Regions from separate parts of the Sus scrofa genome. Here region 2 is linked to region 1. The links are chromatin contacts, called in public Hi-C maps. All regions are on one chromosome and are shown on one strand. The core of a region is the stretch at or near the end of the contact, and the rest is flanking DNA. Distances in the headings are between cores, read along the strand shown.

Region 1 (6,335 bases), core at 3,374-5,873:
GTGTAGGTTGCAGACATGGCTTGGATCCTGAGTTGCCGTGGCTGTGGTGTAGGCCAGAGGCTGCAGCTCTGATTTTGACCCCTAGCCTGGGAATGTCCATATGCCATGGGTGCAGCCCTAAAAAAAAAAGGGAAAAAAAGGGGGAAAGATCCCTATCTTACTCATTTTTCAATAAAAGCTGGATGGACAGATGGATGAGTAAATGAATGGAAGAATATGTCGTGTCGTGATCCTTGAAGATATAGGGACGTATTAACACAATCATATATCAAGAGAGGTCAGTTCTGCCTAAGGCAGGAGGTGGGACAAGATGGCCTATTGGGTCTGTCTTCCTACCCAAGTATCTATAGCCTGAGTGAGTGTTCAGGAATATTTGTATCTAGATCCTATCCTATGATGTTACTCAGTTTCTCAAAAGTTATTCCTTGCTAGGGAGTTCCCGTCGTGGCGCAGTGGTTAATGAATCCGACTAGGAATCATGAGGTTGCGGGTTCGATCCTTGGCCTTGCTCAGTGGGTTAAGGATCCGGCGTTGCCGTGAGCTGTGGTGTAGGTCGCAGACACAGCTCGGATCCCGCGTTGCTGTGGCTCTGGCGTAGGGCAGTGGCTACAGCTCTGATTTGACCCCTAGCCTGGGAACCTCCATATGCTGCGGGAGCGGCCCTAGAAAAGGCAAAAAGACAAAAAGGAAAAAAAAAAAGTTATTCCTTGCTAACCTGTGAACAGCCATCGGGGAATTGAGTCTCCACTGAATGGGAGGGGTGTCATCATCACCACTGCAGGCCCCTGGATCCCTCTTCTGCCAGTGACGATGGTGACTCCCTCAGGTAACCCCTCAGGAGTCTGTGCTCCTCCAGTCCCATCTCAATGCAATCCCCTGCAAGAAATAGGGGAAAGAGTGCTGTCCTTTCCTAAATACATCTTTTTCCCAGGTCAAATACAGAGGACCGAAACGGAGATATGCAAATCTTATTTGTTCCTCTCCCTCGGGTAGCTCTTTAAGAGCAATCCAGCATTGGTGGAAAGTGGACTTGACCGCTAGGCATCAACAAAGAGAAAGTTCAACAGCTGCTGGCCTAGGGACAGGGTTCTGCCCCCTTCCCCTCCAGACCTCTTTGTCTCTTCAATTTCCCACCTTTTCTTCAAGTCCCTTCTTTCAAGTTCCCTAAATCAGACTCCCTACTCTTTACCTCCCCACAGAAAGTTCTCTAGTTATGGCCTTGAATTTACCCAGATGCTCATGAAGACTCTGCTCCTGGCAGCAGTGGGTAGTTCAGGAGAGCAATGATGGGCTCTGGGACTCCAAATTCCCACCAAAGAAGGATGGCCGGGGTCCTCGTTGGCCAAGAAGCAAGCATGTCTGCAGGCATGGGGAGCACTCATTTTTTCCCCCAGAACCAACACAGCCTGGTGTCGTCCTGGGAAAGCCTAGTTCTCCTCTGTGCTTGACTTTGACCCTGCCCCTTATAAAACAAGAACCCCAGCATGAATTCATCTAAGAAAGCATGCTCATTCCCGAGCATGGCTCACAAGAGAAGAGTCACCACATCCGTTGATAAGTGCACTCTCAGCATCTGGAATGACTCTAATTAGATTTGTCTTTAATTCCCAATATCCCCCTGATGAAATATCCCCCAGATAGTTCATTCTGCCATAATAAGGCTTATGTCAAGACTCATCCATCTAGCACTAGTAGCGAGTCTGAGTAGTATCTATGAGGATGAAGATTCCATCCCTGGCCTCGCTCAGTGGGTTAAGGATCTGGCGTTGCCATGAGCTGTGGTGTAGGTCGCAGATGTAGCTCGGATCCCGCATTGCTGTGGCTGTGGTGCAGGCTGCCAGCTGCAGCTCCAATTCAACCCCTAGCCTAGGAACTTCCATGTGGGTGTGGCCCTAAAAAGAAAAAAAAAAAAAAAAGAATTGTCCTTCCAACTAGATCTTATCTTTGACAGGGGTGTGGAGAGGATGCTGTTCTCCTGCTGTCACTGTCAGAATGCTAGGGGGAAGCAAGTCCAAACACCCCTGATTCCCCCGGTTGATGTTCGTGGAAGACTGGACCCTTTCCAGTGTACCAAGCACGTACATGCGCAGCACGTCTTCAATCCAGCTCATGGGAGCCTGACAGGACCCCCCTCATACAGGGAAGGAAACTGAAGTGCTGGTGCTCGAGGTCATACAGTCTGTAAAAGGCCAAGTCAAACCTAGACACACAGGTCCCTTGACCTTCCTGCTTCCTCCACATTACCTTTTTAAAAACATTTCATATTTCCACCTAGAATCCAAGATGGGTACCAAGACGGCTGCTGTGCTGGGGAAGAGTTACAAAACCTCTTCCTGAGACAGGGCTGGATGCTAGGTGTCCCGAAGAGGCAGAGAGACCAGTGCCAGCCTTTCCGATCCTCGGAGGCCTGGGGTGGGAGGGGACATGTCATACACAAAGACAACCCATTACGTTACATCATCCAGAGCGGGGAGAGAAGAGACAGACGGGGCGGGGGGGGGGGAAGGAAGGGGGGTGCGAGAAGAGAGGCCAGTAAACAATTTTCTGAGGACTTCTGGGAAAGCACACACACACACACACACACACACACACACACACACACATCTGGATGAGGGTGTAATGGAAGGAGCACAGCTTGGGAGGGAGGTGGACCCGGGCGGTCTCCCAGCTTGAACGTGACTGGCTGTGCGTCTGTGAGTAAACCACCAGGTCTAAGTCTCTGGTTTTTTTTTCATCTGCATCCAAAGACTGCAATAATCTCCAGAAAAACATTGAGTCCAGGGCTAAAGGAGAGGGCGATAGTGGACTCAGAGCAGAGGGGGTCCGGAGGCCAGAATGGAAAGGCATTTGAGAGCCTCGGATAAGGATTGAAGACGTCAGATTGAAGAAAGTTATTCTCCAGAATTCACAAACCCCCAAAGAAAGTTCAAATTCTTTTCTCCTTACGATTTTGATACCAAGCCCAGCTCCCCGCCCGGTTCAGAGTCCTTTCCATCCATCGCCACCCTCATGGGTCCTCCAGACTTGGTGAGGAGAGTCTTCCAGCTGCCTGTCTTCAGCCAGGCTTCCTCCTCCCCCACTCCCAGCTCCTGGGCCAGAAGCAAAGCCAGCCCACCACGGAGGCTCAACCCGGCCCCAGCTGGGCCTCTCTGAGGCACACTTCAGAGGCAGAAGCCTAGAGGAAGAGGGCTCCCAAGTAGGGAAGCTGATGGCAGGGCTTGGAAGGGTCCACCTGGAGTGGAAATTTGAAAAAGGTCCAGGTGTTTTGCTAGGGCTGTGGTGCAGGCTGGCAGCTGCAACTCCAATTCCACCCCTAGCCTGGGAACTGCCATATGTCACACACACATGCAGCCCTAAAAAGCAATAATAATTTTTATTATTTTTTTTTAAATTAAAAAAATAAAGGGGAGCTCCTGTTGTGGCTCAGCAGTAACAAAACCAGCTAGTGTCCATGAGGATTCGGGTTTGATCCCTGGCCTTGTTCAGCAGGTTAAGGATCCGGTGTTGCGGTGAGCTGTGGTATAGGTCTCAGACGCGGCTCAGATCCTGCACTGCTGTAGCTGTAGCGCAGCCAGCAGCTGCAGCTCTGATTCAGCCCCCGGTCTGAGAACTTCCATGTGCCTCACATGCAGCCCTAAAAAGCAACAAACAAACAAAAAACCCAGAAAAAAAGAAAAAGACAAAGGTCCAGGGTCCAGACGGGGAAAGTGCCAGGCCCACTGCAGTCACTCTGCTGGCCTGCACCAAGGCCAAGGGCAAGACCAAGAGTCAGATATGGAGGTTATTGAGCAGATATTCATGGCTGAGTCCAGGGCCATGTTCAAGGACAAGGGGAGATGGAGGTGGTGGCTGAGGCCAGGAAGGCAAAAAGTAGCAGAGAAGCTTGGCATCAATGCTTTGGAGGGTCTGCAGCCACAGGCATCCTGGGTCATCAACCCAGTGGCCTAAGTCAGCAACCCAAGCTGGAGGCACAATCGGGATGGAACAGAAACAAGTGGGGGCAGTGGGCTGGGTAGGTGGGAAACCAAGGCCTTGGAGCAGCTCGGGGTTAGTGGGCCCAGCACTGTTACACTGTTCCCAGGGGATGGTGCCCAAGGCAGCTTTGATCCTGGAGCTGGAGCATCAGACCAGGGGCGGGCAATCTTCTTCCAGGGAGCTGGCCCCCCTCTTCTTCCTCATTCAAATGGAACTTCCCCAACCCCACCCTTCTTCCTTGGGCAACATCTGGATTTTCCTCTGCCCCCAACTTCCCCACGACACCCCACCCTCACACTCCCTCTCGATCCCAGCCCGCTGAGATCAACTGCTCAGCCTTTCCCCACCCTAAGTCAGCAAGCAGGCAAGCTGCCTCATCCAAGCCTAGAAAGGCAGAGGGAGGAGTTAGCAGATCCTGGGTCCCCGGGTACCACCAAGAGTCAAGGCCTCATTCAGAGGAAAGTTGCCTCCTCCAGGCTTGGGCTCCAGCTTTCTCCTGTTAATAGAGATCATGACCCAACTGCCAGGACTGCTACAGCTTGAAAGGGGCTTTGAGATGCTGGGATGAAAGGCACTGGGTTGAGTACAAAGCACAGTGCAAGTTGTCCTGGGAGTGGGAGGCCTGGCCCTGGGCCTTCCCCAGCCCCCGTGCTGAGTCACTTCCTCCATCCTGGCTGGATTTTGCCTCTGTAATCCAGAGACACCAAACTCCCCTTTCAGGACAGCTTGGAGTTGAGGGGTGGGGTGTTCCCAGAGAGTGTGTGCAGGACACAGGCCAGGCGTGAGCCTCAGCTCATTGGGAGGGGAGGGCAGGCACCCCGGTTGTGATGCTGGTGGGGATGCTTCCATGTGTCTACAGCTCCATGACGTGCTGTCACCACGTTGGGAGAATGAGGCGGCTCAGTGATGAGCGTCGTCGTTTGTTACACCTGAAGAAAGAGGAACAAAGAACCAGGAGCTTTCCCAAGGTCTCACGGCACATCTGAGGAGAGAGCAGATCTGAAGCCTTCTGGCTCCCAGCGTCCTGCCCCCAGAGGCCAGCCAGACCCCGGTTACTCATTCCTTTGAATGCGAGCCTCTCCTAGGACCTTCCCTGCCCTGTGCTTTGTATTAGCAGGGCTGTGATAGGAACATTGGCCCGAGCGCAGCCTTGAGGGATTTTTTCAACTGCTCAACTAGTACATCTTCTGAAACTGGAAAGATCACTGGATATTTCAGGTTTAAGAAAAAGAAGCGGAAGTTCCCTTCGTGGCACAGTGGAAATGAATCCAACTAGGAACCATGAAGTTGTGGGTTTGATCCTTGGCCTCGATTGGTGGGTTAAGGATCTGGTGTTGTCATGAGCTGTGGTACAGGTCGCAGATGCGGCTCGGATCTGGTGCTGTTGTGGCTGTGGTGTAGGCCGGAGGCTACAGCTCCAATAAGACCCCTGGCCTGGGAATCTCCATATGCCATGGGTGCGGCCTAAAAGGACAAAAAGACAAAAAATAAAATTAAAATTAAAATTAAAAAGAACCGGAGTTTGAGCAAGAGAGTGAGGTCTTCTGGAAGGTCCAAGTGGAGAGGTGAGGGCTGCCACGGGAAGGGCTCCCGGTCCGGGCTGGCCTCTGCCAGTGGACTGGAAATACCACGTCCTCCCGCTGGCCCTCAGCTGGCCTCTGTGAGATGGTGCACCCCAAACCCAAACTTCTTCCCCTGACGAACCTCAGCTTCCCCCTCCCAGGGGGCTCGGGCTCCCATTCAGCATTCCGACAGCTAGACGACGGTGAGCCCGGCCCGGGCCTGGTTTAGTCCTGGTGTGTCCCAGACAAATAAAACATGATCCCTGCCCTCAGAGTCACCCAGACTGAGAGGGAGGTGAGCTGAGATGGAGGGAAGTCCAGACAACGCACTGTGGGTGCCCAGGGGTGGGAGGGGAGTTGGTCAGTTCCAAGCACAGAGGCTGCTCGCCTGTACTTGGGAATCGAGCCCTCCCCCCGTCCACTGGTGAGGCATCTCCCCCCAGTTCAAGGCCCATTCCTTGAACTAGCCAGACCTGGCCAAGCTCAGATCAAGCAGGTGCTTCCCCCAGGAGCTTTCTCCTGCCTGGAAACCTGAAAAGTAGGGGTGATAATAGCACCAGTAGCCAGTGGGTTGTGAAAGCAGGCACTTCAGGAGTACTGGCTGCTTTTTTTTTTTTTTTTTTTGTCTTTTTGCTCTTATCTTTGGGCCACTCCCATGGCATATGGAGGTTCCCAGGCTAGGGGTTGAATCGGAGCTGTAGCCACCGGCCTACACCAGAGCCACAGCAACGCGGGATCCGAGCCGCGTCTGCAACCTACACCACAGCTCACGGCAACACCGGATCGTTAACCCACTGA
Region 2 (6,262 bases), core at 3,740-6,239, 48 kb after region 1:
CATCACACAGCCCCTCTCCTTCCTCCTGCCCCCTTCACACAGTGAGTCAGTAACACGAAGGAGACCTTGGCCTGTGGGTAACCCCGAGGGGAAAGGGGAAGTGAGAGGAGGGGGAGGGGGAGCCATCCCAGCTCTATGGCCAGAAGAATGCAGCTGTGTCTGCCCTTAACCCCAGCCTGGCCCCCACTTCCATCTGAGATGCAGGTGCAGAAGCCTGGCTGACCAGAAGCACCTGGGCATATTCTCCCCAAACCTACTGAACGGGGAAGTCAGCGAGAAAAACTCGGAATCTAAAAAAATATACTTCTGTAAACTCTGTAAAAAACTCTGTACTTGTAAAAAAATGCGGCGCCTCCCGCATGATGCCATAGTCAGGTGGTTGTAGGGGCCCTGATTCACCCTGATCAGGGTCACACAGGGATGCCACTGCGAGGAAGCACCAGCAGGGAATGAGCCGGGTGCCAAAAGGGGGCTTCCTTTCCCAAGGTGAAGTTCTGTACTTTTCAGTGGTTTTGTTTTGAAAAGCTTTCTAGCGGCTCACTATGTGAATTTTCCAGAAGGCTTTGGAACATCTGGGGTGTGTCCTTTTAAGTCATGGGTTTAAGTGGGAAAGATTCAAATTCCCAGGCCAGCAGGAGGGAGGCTATTATAGGACAGTGGCAGGCCTGCGTCCTCTCTAGGGCCTGAGCTGAGCACTGGGTGGGCTGGTGAGGAGGCCTCACCCCTGCCACCTGGTCCCCATCCTCCTGCTCTTTCCCCATCAGAATGTGAAGATCTTCCGAGCGTTGATCCTGGGGGAGCTGGAAAAGGGGCAGAGTCAGTTCCAGGCCCTCTGCTTTGTCACCCGGCTGCAGCACAATGAGATCATTCCCAGTGAGGCCATGGCCAAGCTCCGACAGGTGAGTGCCCATCCCAGGCCTGCTCTGGGGCCCCCATCCCTGCAACCAGACCCCCAGCTCCAGAGCCAGCCTGACTCTGACCCCTGTCCTTGACTGCCACCCCCAGCCTCCGTCTCCCACCCAGCCCCTGACTCACCGATGCTCTTATCCCCGACAGTCCTGAACCCCCGATTGAGCCCCAGGCTAAACCTGACCTCTAGTCTGCACTGACCCCCAATTCCCCGATTCCTCCAGTCCCCTCATCTCAGCCCCTCCCCATTTATAATGGAGGAGCAAGTCAGATTAGCCTTCTAGCCCAGCGCCACCACTCGTCACTTAGGTGATGTTGGACAAGTCACCTCACCTTCAAAGCCCCTATTTCCTTACTGAGAGATGGGTTACGGTGAGAATTAAATGGAGGAGTCACCATTGTAGCTCAGCGGAAGTGAATCTGACTAGCGTCCATGAGGATGCAGGTTCAATCCCTGGCCTCATTCAGTGGGTTAAGGATCTGGCATTGCCGTGAACGCTGGTATAGGTCTCAGACAGGGCTCGGACCCCTCTCGCTGTGGCTATGGCATAGGCCGGCAGCTGTAGCTCTGATTCGACCCCTAGCCTGGGAACCTCCACATGCCGTGGGTGCAGTCCTAAAAGATTAAAAAAAGAAGAAGAATTAAATGGGCTGGTACATGTTCAGTATTCAGGCAGCACTTGAAACCCTCAGCCTGATGCCCGGGCTCAAGTTCCTTCCCGGACCCCAGGCCTCTCCCCAGCCACATCTAAGGTCCCTAAACTATGCAGCAGGACCTGTCCCAGGCCCCTCCCTTTTGCCTGCTTTTTCCAGAGAGACCCAGTTCCCTGGATGTTGGAAGGTACGGGACCCCAGAGGTCATTGACCCTGGGACAGCTTGCCTGGCCTGCCCACCTCCAATGCTCCCGGCCAGCAACATGTCAGAATTGTCCCCCAGGCCCCAGAGGTCAGCCCAGTTGGCTGGCTGAAAGGCTTGACTGTGCCCTGGGTATGTTTCTCCGACAGTCGGAGGGGGCCTGGGTGCTCCTTGACTGTCACCCTGCAGATGGCCCCAGGGACCTGAAAGCAAGCAGCCTTGGGTTTGTGTGACTCTCAGGGAGCAGGGAGAGAATGGGCAGGGAGCCTTCTGAGGCCACGTGGGAATAACTCCTTTCCTCCACACAGAAAAATCCACGGGCAGTGCGGCAGGCGAGGAGGTACGGGGCCTGGAGTATCTGCACATGGACATCGCTGTGAACTTCAGCCAGGGGGGCCTGCTGAGCCCCCACCTCCGCAACGTGTGTGCCGAAGCCGCCGATGCCATCTACACTCGCCAGGAGGATGTCCAGTTCTGGCTGGAGCAAGGTCGGCTGGGGACTGCGCACTGCTGTATCGTCTCAAATACGATGGGGACCCATGAGGAGATATGGGAGTTCGAGGGAGGGACCTCTAAACCCAGCTGGGACGGATCAGGGAAGGCTTCCTAGAGGAAGTGGCACCTGTGCGGCTCTTTGGTGAGAAGAGTCAGCCAGATGAAAGGGACCAGTTTCAGGTACGGAAACCCAGAACCGTGACTCTGCCAGGCCCCGTGGAGCAGATTCCCAGACAACTCTCAGCACATGTCTGCCTTAGTGAGAACACAGATGGGACCTTCTGTCGTAGGACATGGGCCCAGGAACCGGGATCCAGATGGGGCCCACAGATGCCCATTCCCACCCGCGACCTCTGCTGCCACCTCTCAGAAACCTGCTCCTCCTTCCCTTCACACATCTTTGGTGCCAGCGCCTCTGTGCCAGATCCTTGAGAACAACTCCCATCTTTGCATGGTCCCCATCTTTCCGGCCTAACAGACCTCACTGTTGGCCCATCTCCTGTCACCTTTCCCAGGACTGTCCTCAGGTCTTCTCTGGAGAGGGGACAGGGAACCAAGCATTTCCCTTCTGTGTTTTGGCAGCACCTCGAACAGTGCTGTATACCCTGAGGTGATGCACATATTGACTCTAAGGGCTAAGTTTTGTACATCTCATCTTTAACGCATCAGAGTTTCCCTTTCCAAGAACAAAAATGCTATTTCAAAGAAAAACAAAAATAGTTCCCGTTGTGGCTCAGCAGTTAACGAACACAACTAGCATCCATGAGGACATGGGCTCAGATCCTCAGCCTCGCTCAGTGGGTTGAGGATCTGGCCTTGCTGTGAGCTGTGGTTAGGTCGCAGACATGGCTCAGATCCCGTGTGGCTGTGGCGTAGGCTGGCGGCCACACTCCAATTGGACCCCTAGCCTGGGAACCTCCGTATGCCATGGGTGCGGCCTTAGAAAAAGACAAAAAGACAAAGAGTCAAAAAAAGAAAAAAAGAAAGAAAGAAAAACAAAAATAAAAGTTCCAAGAAAAAGAGCTGTCACCATTCTGACTCCAGGCCCCTGGTCCTTCTGCCCAGCTGGCTGGGCTCAAGAGAAATGCCTGCCCCTCTCCTGGCAGCTCTGGATTTGGAAATCCTAGTAGAGCTGTGGTCATGCCCTCCTCACACACCCCTCCCCAGTGGGCTGTACCCCAAAGTGCAGGCCAAATACTGTCCTCTAGAGGCTGGTCCCTCCCATGGCCACTAAGCTGAGCCTGAAGCCGTTTAACTGCTCTGTCCACCAGCATGCCTCATTCGCACACTCCATGCACCCTGTGCCCTGGCCACCTTGACCTCCCCAGCTGGCCCTCTTCAGATACCAACTCCTTTTTTTTTTTTTTTTTTTCTTTTTTTGGCCTCTCTGAGGCATGTGGAGTTTCTGGGCTAAGGATCAGATCTGAGCCGCAGTTGCAGCAACACCAGATCCTTTAACCCACTGTGCCAGGCCAAGGATCAAGCCTGCATCCCAGCGCTGCAGAGATAGCACCAATCCCAGTGTGTCACAGCGGGAACTCTGATACACCGCCTTTGAGAAGCTTCCCTTGATTTCTTACTTCCCACGCCTCTATGTGATGTGTTTAGGGCAGTAGCGTGGACATCGAAGGCCTTGAAGTCAGACAGACCTTGGGTCCAGTCCTGTCTCCCCAACTTACTGGGTGACCTCAGCCAGATCTAAGGAACCTAAAACTGCTCTGGGCCAGTTTTCTCGTCTGTCAACCAGGGATGCTAACCCTTAGCTCAGGGGATGCTGGGATGCCTGGAGGGGCCATGCAAGAAGCCCCCTCCCAACAGCCCTCTCTGACCTCTGCCTTCTCCCGCAGGTGTGGACAGCTCCGTGTTTGAAGCTCTGCCCCAGGCCTCAGAGCAGGTGTCGCTGCCTCGCTGTGGACAGGTTGGGGACCGTGGGAAGCCCTGCCTCTGCCACTATGGCCTGAGCCTGGCCTGGTACCCCTGCATGCTCAAGTACTGCCACAGCCGTGACCGCCCAGCACCCTACAAGTGTGGCATCCGCAGCTGTCAGAAGAGCTACAGCTTCAGCTTCTCCGTGCCCCAGAGGCAGTTGTGCCTCTGGGATGAGGACCCCTAGCTGGGCTGGGGAGAGGGGTGGTCCCTGAGGCCACTGCTCTGGGCCCACCGCTCCTCCCCCAGCCGGAGGGGATGGCCAGCCACGACCGCGGCCTCATTGCTCGTTCTTCCTTTCCCCTAATCCCTGAGCCTCTGGCCACCTCACCCGTGACTGTGAAAAGGGATGTGGCACAGCAGGGGTTAACTCATGAAGGCAGCCCCCACTCCCACCCTGTGCCTTGCTTGGGGACAGAAAGAGAAGGGCCGTCTTCAAGCTTGCCCCCTTCCCCCCTTAAGCTCCCGTGAAGTGTTCTCTTTCAAGCAACCAAAATGTGATGGCTTGTGACTCTCCTATTTAATTTAATTCTTGGAAGGTTTAGACCCTGAAAGGTGTCTATGCCTGTTCCACCCACCTCCCCCCATACAAAGCCCTTCCCCATCCTCCGGAAGGAGGGGGCCCATTCTGCACCTTCCCACTCATCGCCCCAGAGAGGGGGCTGGCAGGGACGATGCCACAGCCCCTACGCCGGATCTCACTGCGTTCTTCTCACTCATGGCCTCTGGGGCTGCCCAGGGCCCAGCCGGGGGCCGCCTGCCCTGAGACAGACCACATGTGCCTTTCCACAGACTTGGACTTCGCCGAGGGCGAAGGTGCCTGTTTCCCCTCTAAACAAATATTTTTGTAAGGTTCTGGGACAGAGAGTGAGCATGAAGTATGAGGAAAACTTGAATTCCAGATTTTTAATGCAAAGTATTTATCATTTGTACCAGAAATAAAAGTTTAAATTTTTATTTGACTGAGCGCTCTGGACTCAAGAGTTCTGAGCGAACTTTTGACCAATGCTGCCACCTGGTGTCAGGAGACGTGTCCCTGTATTTGGTTGATGACCAATCTTGTGACAACTTCTAAAGCACCTATTACATGCTCAGCCGCTGTGTGATGGCGAGAGGATGTAGATGGGGGCGGGTATTACCAGCAAAGGATGCGACAAAACTTGTGCATTTAAGAAGACGAGGCGTTCCCATCGTGGCGCAGTGGTTAACGAATTCGACTAGGAACCATGAGGTTGTGGGTTCGATCCCTGGCCTTGCTCAATGGATTACAGATCTGGTATTGCCGTGAGCTGCGGTGTAGGTCGCAGACACGACTCGGATCCCACTTTGCTGTGGCTGTGGCGTAGGCCAGTGAGTACAGCTCTGATTAGGCCCTAACCTGGGAACCTCCATATGCCGAGGGTGCGGCCCTAGAAAAGACAAAAAGACCAAAAAAAAAAAAAAAAAAAAAAGCAAGATGAGACGTACATAGATGGGCAAGCCAGACAGTAATCACATGGCACAGACTGAGGCAAGAGATAAGGTAAAAACTCCAGAACCAGATTTCCAGGGGTCAAAGCCCGGCCATGATTTTTTTTTTTTTTTTAATGGTATAGTTGATTTACTGTGTTGTGTTAGTTTCTGGTGTACAGCAAAGTGATTCAGTTTTACATATATATGTAACAGTTTGCATTTGTTAATCCCAGACTCCCAATCCTTCCCTCCTCTCCCCCTTGGCAACCACAAGTTTGTTCTTTATACCTGAGTCTGTTTCTATTTTGTAGATAGGTTTATTGTGTCATATTTTATATTCTATATATAAGTGATATCATATGGTGTTTCTGACTGACTTAGTGTGATAATCCCTAGACCCATCCATGTTGCTGCAAATGGCATTTCATTCTTTTTTAAGGGCTTAGTAGTAGTCCATTGTGTGTGTGTGTATATGCCACATCTTTTTGATCCATTCATCTGTCATTGAACATTTAGGTTGTTTCCAAGTCTTTGCTGTTGTAAATAGTGCTGCCAGGAACATAGGGGTGCATCCATCTTTTCAAATTATAGTTTTATCTAGGTATATGCCCAGAAGTGAGATTG

The links. Hi-C and Micro-C count contacts between places; a contact is called where the count stands out from the background.
Region 2: a Hi-C map of skeletal muscle shows a contact between it and region 1, with 7 times the contacts expected there. The contact joins two enhancer-like sites. A contact is called at or near these places in 2 of 5 promoter capture datasets (fetal skeletal muscle and liver), 36 of 47 Hi-C or Micro-C datasets (adipocytes, adipose tissue, alveolar macrophages and 17 more) and 1 of 2 datasets of contacts at active chromatin or transcription factors (skeletal muscle).

The regions. Positions count from the first base shown.
Region 1 is chr9:47,310,953-47,317,287 of Sscrofa11.1, forward strand. No RefSeq gene overlaps it. Among named protein-coding and RNA genes, the nearest start is that of TRIM29, 30 kb to the left of the region's middle. Within about 2 kb of position 4,624, at least 33 of the 83 cell types and tissues checked have an H3K27ac peak or open chromatin away from gene starts, as enhancers often do. A contact at or near this core is called in omental adipose tissue and skeletal muscle, where this site is marked.
Region 2 is chr9:47,358,617-47,364,878 of Sscrofa11.1, forward strand. It overlaps OAF (out at first protein homolog), which reads left to right. Exons shown (of 5, transcript XM_003129954.5): 2 at 765-899; 3 at 2,074-2,095; 4 at 2,098-2,253; 5 at 4,108-5,152. The coding sequence ends at 4,373. Among named protein-coding and RNA genes, the nearest start is that of POU2F3, 15 kb to the right of the region's middle. Within about 2 kb of position 4,990, at least 4 of the 83 cell types and tissues checked have an H3K27ac peak or open chromatin away from gene starts, as enhancers often do. A contact at or near this core is called in omental adipose tissue and skeletal muscle, where this site is marked.